Linked DNA regions of Zea mays: all the other regions are linked to region 2. Evidence: chromatin contacts called from public Hi-C data. All regions are on one chromosome and are shown on one strand. Each heading gives the region's core, a stretch centred on a gene start, on an enhancer-like site or on the middle of the called end of the contact. The rest is flanking DNA. Distances are from core to core; before and after follow the strand shown.

The links. A called contact is a pair of places that touch in the nucleus more often than the background predicts.
Region 1: a Hi-C map of leaf shows a contact between it and region 2, with 6 times the contacts expected there. The contact joins the promoter of LOC100278709 here to the promoter of LOC100194277 in region 2. A contact is called at or near these places in 12 of 25 Hi-C or Micro-C datasets (bundle sheath, ear, endosperm and 4 more) and 1 of 3 datasets of contacts at active chromatin or transcription factors (leaf).
Region 3: a contact with region 2 is called in a Hi-C map of tassel, with 2.3 times the contacts expected there. The contact joins the promoter of LOC103633153 here to the promoter of LOC100194277 in region 2. A contact is called at or near these places in 2 of 25 Hi-C or Micro-C datasets (endosperm and tassel).

The regions. Positions count from the first base shown.
Region 1 is chr7:154,095,047-154,098,194 of Zm-B73-REFERENCE-NAM-5.0, reverse strand. LOC100278709 reads right to left here and starts at 1,750. Exons shown (of 9, transcript NM_001151896.1): 1 at 1,150-1,750; 2 at 862-1,068; 3 at 524-739. The coding sequence starts at 1,671.
Region 2 is chr7:153,961,442-153,964,815 of Zm-B73-REFERENCE-NAM-5.0, reverse strand. LOC100194277 reads right to left here and starts at 1,571. Exons shown (of 5, transcript NM_001139316.1): 1 at 1,131-1,571; 2 at 901-1,017; 3 at 291-835. The coding sequence starts at 1,389.
Region 3 is chr7:153,741,608-153,745,032 of Zm-B73-REFERENCE-NAM-5.0, reverse strand. LOC103633153 (protein ALTERED PHOSPHATE STARVATION RESPONSE 1) reads left to right here and starts at 1,567. Exons shown (of 4, transcript XM_008654833.3): 1 at 1,567-3,425. The coding sequence starts at 2,089.

The DNA of each region.
Region 1 (3,148 bases), core at 501-3,000, 130 kb before region 2:
ATGCTTCCTTGTCAGATAATTCATATCACTAAGTCCGTACGATATATTGCAGATCCCTGCAGTTTTAACCCTCCAACTAACCAATTGTGCATTTACAAGCAACACAGATTGACTGTTAGTGAAGGGCGGGCCTGGTGCAGCGGTAGAGCCTACCGTCTGTAACCGGAAGGTCCCGGGTTCGAGCCCCAGCCTCTGTATATTATGCAGGTAAGGCTTGGCGCTTAAAGATACTCTTCCCCAGACCCCGCACAGTGCGGGAAGCCTACGGCACTGGGTACGCCCTACAGATTGACTGTTAGTGTTACACAGGTTACACTAGATTGAACACACAAGTACGTATTGTGATAGTATTCGCAGGACAAACCAATTGCATATACCCTAGAGCTTCCAAAGATGGTAGTGAGCATAGAAGTTTTCTTTTACTCAGATGCAAGATAAGTGACTACAAGGAACAGATTAATTCTAGAAAAATAGGAGAAAAAGCAATGCCAAATGACAAACAGAAACTGAAAGCTGAACTTACCGTTAGGAAATGTGTTACCGAAGGGCGATAGAGAATTGTCTTAAGTGGATTCGGGGGCAGTGCAGCATCTCTTAAATCTTTCAATAGATTGGGTTGATTTTGTCCACTTTCATCATGGGCGCTGTAACCATCGTTTAGCGCAAATGAACCACATGGTTCCCATTCGAGGCACTGAACCATTCTGAATACATCTATGGAGAGGTCTGTAAATTTGACCTGGATGAACCACAGTGAGATTACTTCCTCACCTCCTCGGTACTAACCCTCCACCACCACCCAAAAGAACAATGAAGCACAGGCATAAGTAGATGTATGCAAGGAAGATGCGGAAGCATTACCTCGTTAGGATAGTAGCTGCAAAGTATGGTGTCACTTAAGACGAGACCTCGCTTCTTGACAGTAGTTGGCACAGTACGAAGCGTGTCCGGGGGCGGATCGAATGCATAGCTGTACCTGAGCGGCCTCATGTTCATAAATGGTGAGTCAGCTCGCAGGAACCTCGCGATCTCTTGCACGACATGCTTCCACTCCTTGTATTCGGCATCCTACGAGAGTCAAGATCGATGATCAGGTTAACTGGATCAATCGAATTTAAGTGTGGAAAGTGGAATTACAGCGGGACACACCTGGAAGGACTTTTTGGAGTCATCTAAGAGCGTGCGTATGTCCGAGGCGAGACGCGGGACGGTGTGCGAACGCCTGCCGAGCAGGAGTGCGACGAGGAGGAACCTGGCGAGGAAGCGGAGGTGTTTGGCGGGGGCGAGGTGGTGGTCGGCGTCCTGGAAGTAGGCGCGGTCGAGGACGGCGTGGTAGAAGACGAACGCCTCGGAGAGAAGCGCGGTGTCGGCGGTGCGCTGGTACTGGGCGTAGTAGAGGTGGGCGATGCGGGCGGCGATCTCGCCGACCTGCCAGCGGCGGAGGCCCGCGTCGAGAAGACGGTGACGGTGCTCCTGCTGCATCCGCCAGAGCTGGGTGTAGGCGCGGAAGGCCTTGGCGAACTCGTCGGGCTCCTGGCGGCCGAAGGAGGGCAGGTCTCGCACCCGGGCGAACCGGCGGTCCGCCTTGTCCAGCAGCGACCAGAACTGCTCGGGAGTCCACCCGCCGCTGCCAGGGCCGCCCTGGCCTTGCTGCTGCGGCGACGCTGCCATGGCGATCCCCTTTCCTTTTTTCCCCCCTTGTTACGCCGTCGTCTCGGGGAAGTCGTCGTAACTTGGGATTTTCCTGTCTAGTCCACCAGTCACGTGTGCCTAAGTCCATCATCCGATCGCAGCCCAAAGACACAGAAATGAGATGAGAGGCTGGATTGGCCCAACACAATATTCACGAGGAAAGCACAGGCTGCCCGGGATTGATATTTGAAGAGGCGCTTGAAAGAGAGGGCTTGTAGGGTCTGACTTTGTATAGAAGCTGATATTAGGTAATTTAACGACTTTGTGTTTTTAGTGATAGATAATATTTCTATTGATAGCAAGATATTTGTGGTAACTTTATCAGTCATGTCTTAAAAATTATCAGCCTAACTTCGAAAGTATTCATAGAATTAGAGTTTACGTACATAATTCTATATAGGTGAGTGTATATACATCGTGAACGTCTACTAGATGGTTGGATTAGTAGCAATGTGTTCATTTTTCTTTGGTCATCCTTGTTCCTAGATGTTGGTGTCGATCTGATACAATCACTAACAAGGTGTACTGACAACGCTGCTCTCTGTGGCGGTACGGACGGTCCGCAACCCTATGGCAGAAGCGGGTCTTCCTGCGTTGAGCAAGACGATCCACGTATACACAGGAACGATGTGCGATCGCCAACATCACCTGAATCTCACCTCCGGCAGGGACCCGTCAGGGAGCAAAGATCCTATGGTTTGTCTTGGCTCGGCAGACCACTCAAAACGGCTCCAGACGATGTAGAGTCGAAGAGAAGTGAAAATGAGGATGAAGAAGGCTACATTATTGCTACTCCTAGAGCAAGAATGTAAAGTAATAAAATATAGATTGATTGGCTCGATTGTTGGTGCCCGCAATCGGTTGTACCCCTCATATATATACATATACATATACATATAGCCCTGGGCTTCCATAAATTAGAGAAAGCCTTGGCTCAACGGTGCCATCCGATTTAGCCGCACCAGGTTCGTTTGGCTATAAAAACACCACCAGGCCATCAGGGATTAGGTTTCGGCGGGGGCGGCGGTTCTCTCGGGCGAGCGAGCGGCGACGATCCCGGCGGGCCAGCGGCGGTGGCGCATCGAGGAGGGCGATCGACGGTGACGCTCCCCCAGGATCAAGCGATGGCGGCTGTCGGGTACCGTAATTAGGGGTACCCCCACCACTCCTAATCACGGCTGGTAAACACCTTCAGAGCAAACCGTGAAGACTGATGGCTCAGGTCAAAGTCAAGGCTTCGTCTACCAGGGGACGCGATCTCACCTCGCCCGAGCCCGGCCTCGGGCGGAACAGTGGTCCTGGACGAATCCACGTCTTGCCCAAGGGTCTCCTCAGACAGTGAGCGCACCCTCGGCTTAGCCAAAGGCAAGCCTTGTCGTGCAAGCGACTTTGGCCAAATCGCCTTACCAGCCGACCGTGTTGCATGCACATTTAATGCTGAGGTCGCCTGACACCT
Region 2 (3,374 bases), core at 322-2,821:
GGTTAGAACCTAGAATTGGTGACAACACTTGCTGCAAAAAAAAAGAACATTGCCATAAATGATGCTCAGTACCTTCACTCGACAAACTGTACTAAAATACATTAACTGAGCTCTACATTTACAAGCGTATATGATAAAAAGTGAGTGGTCCCTTTCACCGGGATTTTATACAATTGGTCGTTTCATAACCATGGATTTAAGTACAATGTAGCAAGCACACCACATGGATAGCAAGAGATATATCATATAAGTAGCTGGTACCAGTGAATCCGTAGCTGTAAGTATTTTACCTTGGGCAGTGTCTCCAGGTACATTTCGGGGATTTCCATCTCTGCGAGCACATCGCTGTTAATCGCCATGGCTGCTTTCAGTATCTGGTTTGCACAATCCCTGCTTTGCTGCAGCTTCCTCCTCGAATCCTCGGACAGCCCCTTGGGTGGCACTCGTGGGCAGGGCAACCACCACTTCTCCTCCTGCCGCACCGACGGCCGGCCACAAGACGATGACGAGGAGGAGGACGGGAATGGCCCCCCGCTGTCTTCGACCATAACCCCCCTGTCCACGTACCAGAACTCCGTCCCCTTGAACCCGTCAATCATGGCGAGGAGCATGGCGTCGAGTTTCTTGAGCGCGGGGAGGTTCATGTAGAGGTCGGTGCGCGGGCGCGGGACCATGACCTCGAACTGGCCGCCGCCTTCGGGGAGCTCCTGGATGGAGGGGGTGAGCTCGACGATGGAGTCGGAGACGGAGAGCAACCACTCCATCTCCCGCGTCCACATCGCCTTCCTCGCCTTCGCGAGCGGCTCCAGCCTCCACAGCTCGCCGAACACGGTGGCTGGACAGGGAAACCATCAGAAATCCGGGCAATGCGGGTGGAGTAGCACGGCGGCTCGAGCGTACCGGAGAGGTTGGTGATGGCGTTGGAGATGGCGAGCGCGGTGCAGACGCCCTTGCCGCTGCCGGACATGTCCTCGCCGAGCAGGAGTTTGGCGAAGCGCTCCTTCATCATGTCGATCTCTGGCGCCACAGAAGCGCACGGGCAAGGATAGGAACTTGCTGTGAGGGGAAAGAACAAGAGGAGGGTTTTGGAGTGAGATCCAAGCAAAAGGCGGAGGAGGAGGCCCGCTTACCGGAGAGGTCGGAGGAGGGTGGCTTGGAGAGGTAGAAGGCGGCGGCCGATGCCGGGGTGGGCAGCGACGAGGAGGAGGACGCGAGGCGGCGGGAGACGGTGGCGGAGGCGGAGGCGGAGGCGGAGGAAGAGGAGGCGAAGCGGCGGGTGGTGGGCGCGGAGCAGTCGCTGGAGGTCTCGGACTCGCTGACATCGGCGCTGGGGCTGTAGCTGCCGCTGCAGCGGTCCGAGGCGGCCTCGTCCTCCGACGCGGTCGCCATTGCGGCGGCGAGCTGGCTAAGCTAGGCGCTGACGCTGTGCCTGTGGCGGTGGAGAGGGAAGCGCGCATGCGAATCTGGGGGTGGGACTGGGAGGAGGGGAAAGCGATGGCAGCACAGCGCAGCTGCGGGAGCAGGAGCAGGAGCAGGAGGGCGAGCTCACCTCACTGCCTCCGACTGCGCTGCTTCCTCTGTTTGTTTATTGTTTTTTTTTTGTGCTAATCTCGTTTGAATGGCGGATTAGCGCAGCGGTGGTGTTAAAGATGCTGGTGGCGTATGTATATAAACCGCCGCTTGTTGGTATTCCGCCCCTGGTATTCCTGCCTGTATTTCTTTTGTACAGGTGTCTGCTCGCTCCTCGCTTTCGCACGGGCACCGGCACCAGCACCAGCAGTACGTACGTACTGTGTCGAGCAGCTGCTTAGGTATTTGTTGTTGGGTCATGTCAGCACTAGAGTTTGGCTTGAACTTGGTCGGTTTGTTCTCGAACCAAAGAGATTTTGCGCAGTCTCGTGGTACCATCCAACAACAGCACACGCTCAGCCACTTTTGATTCTAAAATTGTGGAAAGAAACAACTGTGATATGCTATTAGTATTTAGTGAATACTAATCTTGACCTGATTGACAACCGGCATATATATGTTCCACAAAGATGGGTTTTGTTTTGGTTTGGTGGGCGTTGGCGCGAGCCGGCAAAAAGCGGACGGGGCACACCCACACGGGGTCAGAAGCTGACGAGAGGGACCACCAGCAGGCAGCAGGCGTCAGGTGAGGTGGGCACGCGCGTCAGCCGTCACCGCGGGGGTGCTTGGTGGTGGTGGGTGGGGCCACGGTCGCGCGTGACAAGGAAGGCGCGGGCCCGCGTGTCGGCTTCACTCATCATTATTGTTGCCTCTTGACCGGCTTTGACCGGAAGAGGGAAGACCTTTAACTACCCCGTACTGCCTGCTTCGATTTTTTTGGGGTGCTCCAGAAATTAAGCACGGCGTTAATTCTCATGCTTGTTTTGGACTCTCCGTCTCTCTGAAACTAATCGTCTCGTAGAATGTGCGCATGTCAGCTGATAACGCTGCAGTTGTGGTTCTCGTGCTGCTGCGGCCAACGACACGGTCACACGCAGGTAGCAAATGTGTACGTACCGCGTACGTATACTGCTAGTGGTGGAATGAAGCCCTATCGGTAAAAATCTTGAGGCGGGGAACGGGCCGGCCGGGGTTTAAAACGCAGGAGGGGCCGACGACGGGACGAGGCGGCCAGCCGGCCACGGCCCACGGGCAGGAACGGCCGAACGGAGGAACCGTGAAAACAAAGCATGTGCATGTATGTATGTGTAGTTGTATACTATCTAGCAGTAGCCAGCAGTGCGTATTGCTAGATGAAGACACATGGTTACGGTAGGCATGACAATAGGTACCGATAGCTGATGAGTAAAAAACATATTAGACACAAGTATGGCGAATTTTGATATCCATAAGTATTTTAGGTCATTTGTTATACCCACCAGGTATGATGAGTATGGGTATATGTTCTCTCTTGCCCCATATCGACAACCTGATAAGAAACCCGCTAACAATTAGGTCTAAATTAAAGAGCTTGTTCTTTCTCATGCATAGGCTTCTATGATGTATTAATTTAATATTTAATGTTGTTAGCATTATAATAAAAATACGTTGGGTTCAATGAATTTGTGGTACAAAATTAATATATCATTTTAGCATCTTTCAATATTAATGAGGTATCTGGTTTCAACATTTTATGTTTGGTACTTACTTTTACTATTCAAATGATCATGTATACTATAATGTTAGTGGGTATGGATATTCGATTGCTACCCGTTATTTATGGTGGGTATAAGTATAGCGAAATTTTGTAGTACCTATAATGGATAATAAGTATGATTATAGGACATTTTTTATTGAGTGAGTATGACATTGTGTGTCTAACTGTCTATTAGTACCTTACCTACCATCCTCGCGCACAGCCGACG
Region 3 (3,425 bases), core at 318-2,817, 220 kb after region 2:
CTCCTCTTTCATTTCAGTCCAGCGGCCACCGGGACCTCCTCCAGTCAAGTCGAGTCCGCAGTGTCTGTCTGTGGCCGTTGCTCTGGCTGCTGCATGGCTAGCTATGATTGCAGCACTGGCTGTGCAGCCTGGGCGCTCCCCTCCCCTGCTCCGCCCGCGCCTCGTCCTCTTCCACCTGGCTGTAGCTGTAGGAACACTGTACCGGCCGCGGCCGGTCGACGAGCAGCCACCCCGGTTTTGACTTTTTTACTGGCGGGGGCGGCCGGCTGGCCAGGTAAAAAACTCAAGCAGCAGGCACTGCAGATATCGACCTGGGCGTTTCGCTGCGCCTGCATCTGCATCTGCATGCATGCACGCAGCCATGCGCGCCATGCACCAGGACGACGACCAGCCGGGTGACGGTGGCGCGACCCAACCCAAGCCTCCCTAGCCTCTTGCCGAGGGCTCGCCCAGCATCGCCGGCTCCGAGTGGGGGCTCCTGCCGTCCTGCGTGATGTAACAGACCGTTGCCGACGCGCGCTGCCGAGTGCCGAGCAAAGTGAAGTGAGGGAGGACTATCTACGTACTGCCGTCTGCCGGATCCCTAGTCGTGGAAAAACGGCCTTTTCACGAGGGACCAGAAAAGCGGGTGCACTGCTTCAGCCCACAGCACCACAACGTGGCATGCAGGGTGGTACTTGCTCTAGCTGCCGGCCTTTTGCATGCAACAATTATTGTTCCCTTCTCTGTTAGTTCAATCGAGTCGCGTGAACGACTTGTCAGCATATATAGTTTGTTATCAAGATCAAGCATTATCGTCGGTGCATCGCATCGCATCGCACGCACGCACAAGCGGAAAACGACCGCCGCCGGGTCCGAAATCCAGCAGTGGCACTGGCGGCTGGCCTGGCGCTGGTGGCACCTGGCTGGACTCATCAAACTTCACACCAAACACCGCCTGGTCAATGATGATCAGCTGCTTAGCTTGCAGCAAACCACACACACAGCCATTCATACCAGGTCTCATCAGATGTCGTCGACCGCCCAGCCCCCACAAGAAAATTCCACGCCAGCCGCCGCCGCCACCGTTATAAAATGGCAGCAACGTACGTGACAAAAACAAGACGCGTGACTCAGATCACAAAAGAGAAAAAGGAAACGGTGGGAACTAAATAATATTAATTCTATCTTTTGGTCTCTCCTTTGTTTTAGGAGAGAACGATAAGGAATATTTTAGTCTTTTTATAAGTCATTTAATATTTAATACATTCTAAATATTTTTAGTATCTGAACCAAACATGATAAAAAGATTAAACTTCAGACCCTGCACGAAACCAAACATCGCAGGGGCGGCACGGCACCCGCACGCCGCACCCCACCAGCGTGTGGCTGGCAGCGGCAACCCAGAGGCCGCGCAGCAGGGTAGAATCCAGGCGTCCACGCCGGCGACAGGCGTCAATGTACGGATGTCTCCCCTGGGCTGCCCCACCCCACCCCCGCGATCCTCCGTCTCCGTCTCCGTTCGTTCGTCCGCCCCCGCCGCCCCGTCCGTTAGATGATTCCCAGCCCTTTTTTCCCGGTAAAACCACCGCACCAAAAGGGCAGCAGCGCAGACGCGCCTCGATGCCTCGTGCTCCATAACCAACGCCCACAGCCAGTCTATACTCTAGAGCCCCCCAACACAGCACACAACACTCGCTCGCGGCGCAGCGCTTCGCTCGTTGCCACCGCCCGCCTTTCCCCGCGCCCGACGGAAGAGCCCCACGCCCCCACCGCCGCGGGAGGGGGAGGGGCGCGGAGGAGCATGCGCGCAGGCTGTCACCGCGGCCAGAGAAAGAGAAGGAGGACCTGCGCCGCGCGCACCGCGACGAGCCGCTCTCCGCTGGCACCCACGCCAAAAGGCGAAGATTCTCGGCCGAGCCCCCGTCCCTTCCACCATCCCCCGCTGTAGGTAGCCGCCACCCAGATCTGCTCCCCTCCGCACCCGCCCGCCGCTCTCCCCTTAGATTCGCACCACCCGCCGCCATGCGTTTGCCGCCGCCGCCGCTGTGACTGGGCTCTCCTCCTTTGTGAGGCAGGAATAAAAGGCGGTTCTTGCGGGCGGTTGCCATGGGGTGCGGCCAGTCCAAGACGGAGGAGGAGTACGCCGTGCAGCACTGCCGGGCGCGCTCCGAGCTCCTGGCGCTGGCCATCCGCCAGCGCTACATGCTCGCCGACGCGCACCACGCCTACGCCGAGTCGCTGCGCGCCGTCGGCGCCCTGCTGCACGACTTCCTCCGCGGCGTCCAGTCGCTGCCGCCGCCGCCGCCCGAGCCCGCGCTCCGCCTCCCGCTGCAGCGGAAGGGCGACGGCCTCCCCGCCGCGTCGCCGCCGCCGCCCGCAATCGCGTCCTCCTCCTCCGCCGCCAAGCAGGTCCGCATCGCCCCCAACGACGGCCATATCCAGTTCTCCGACGACGACTCCGATTCCGATGACGGACACATCAAGTTCCACTCCGACGAAGAGCCCGACCCGGCTCGCCGCCGCCCGGATGTCGTCCACTCAGCCGGGGCGCCTGGTCCTCCGCCGCCGCAGATGGGACCACCCTATTCCTCCGGGTATGCTCCGCCGCCGTATGGTCCTGGATACGGCTACGGGTACGCCAATGGGCCTGGGCCGGGTCCTGGTCCCGATTATGGCGGTATTGGCATGAGCAGCGGCGGCGGCGGTGGTTACGGGCAAAGCTATGGGGGCATGGGTGGTGGTGGCAGCGGCGGCGGTGCCGGCTACAATGACCAGAGCTATGGTGGCATGGGCAGTGGCGGCGGCGCTGGCGGCTATGACCAAGGCTACGGTGGCATGGGTGGATATGGGCAGAGCTTCTTTAACATCAACTACGCGCGCAGCCAGCCACCTCCACCGTCAATCTCGCACGAGCAACGCCTGCAGGCCACTAACGCCAGGGTCCACTACTATTCCGGCAATGACGAGCTGCAGCCACCCCCGCGCGGCTATGGTGGTGGGTACTCCTACCCACCACAGAGCTCGAGCTCATATAATCAGTATGCCTATGGTGGTTACTATGGAGGTGGTTCTGCTCCTGCACCACCAGCAGACATCCCCTCCTCCTCCCGCGAGCCAGCCGCAGCACCACCGCCTCCATCTCCTCCCAGGGTGTCCACCTGGGACTTCCTGAACCCGTTTGAAACTTATGATAGCTACTACGAGCAACCAACTGCTACAGCAGCTCCATACTCTCCCAGCAGGAGTTCAAAGGATGTGCGCGAGGAGGAGGGGATTCCGGACTTGGAGGATGAAGACATGGAGGTAGTCAAGGAAGCTTATGGTGATGAGAAGCACCCAATGAAGGGTTACATGGGAAACGGGAAGGCGACAAAGGAAGATGGTAGGAGCAGTACGAGAGATGAACTGCCCCGCAAGTCCAAGTCATCTGAGGCCAGCAGTAG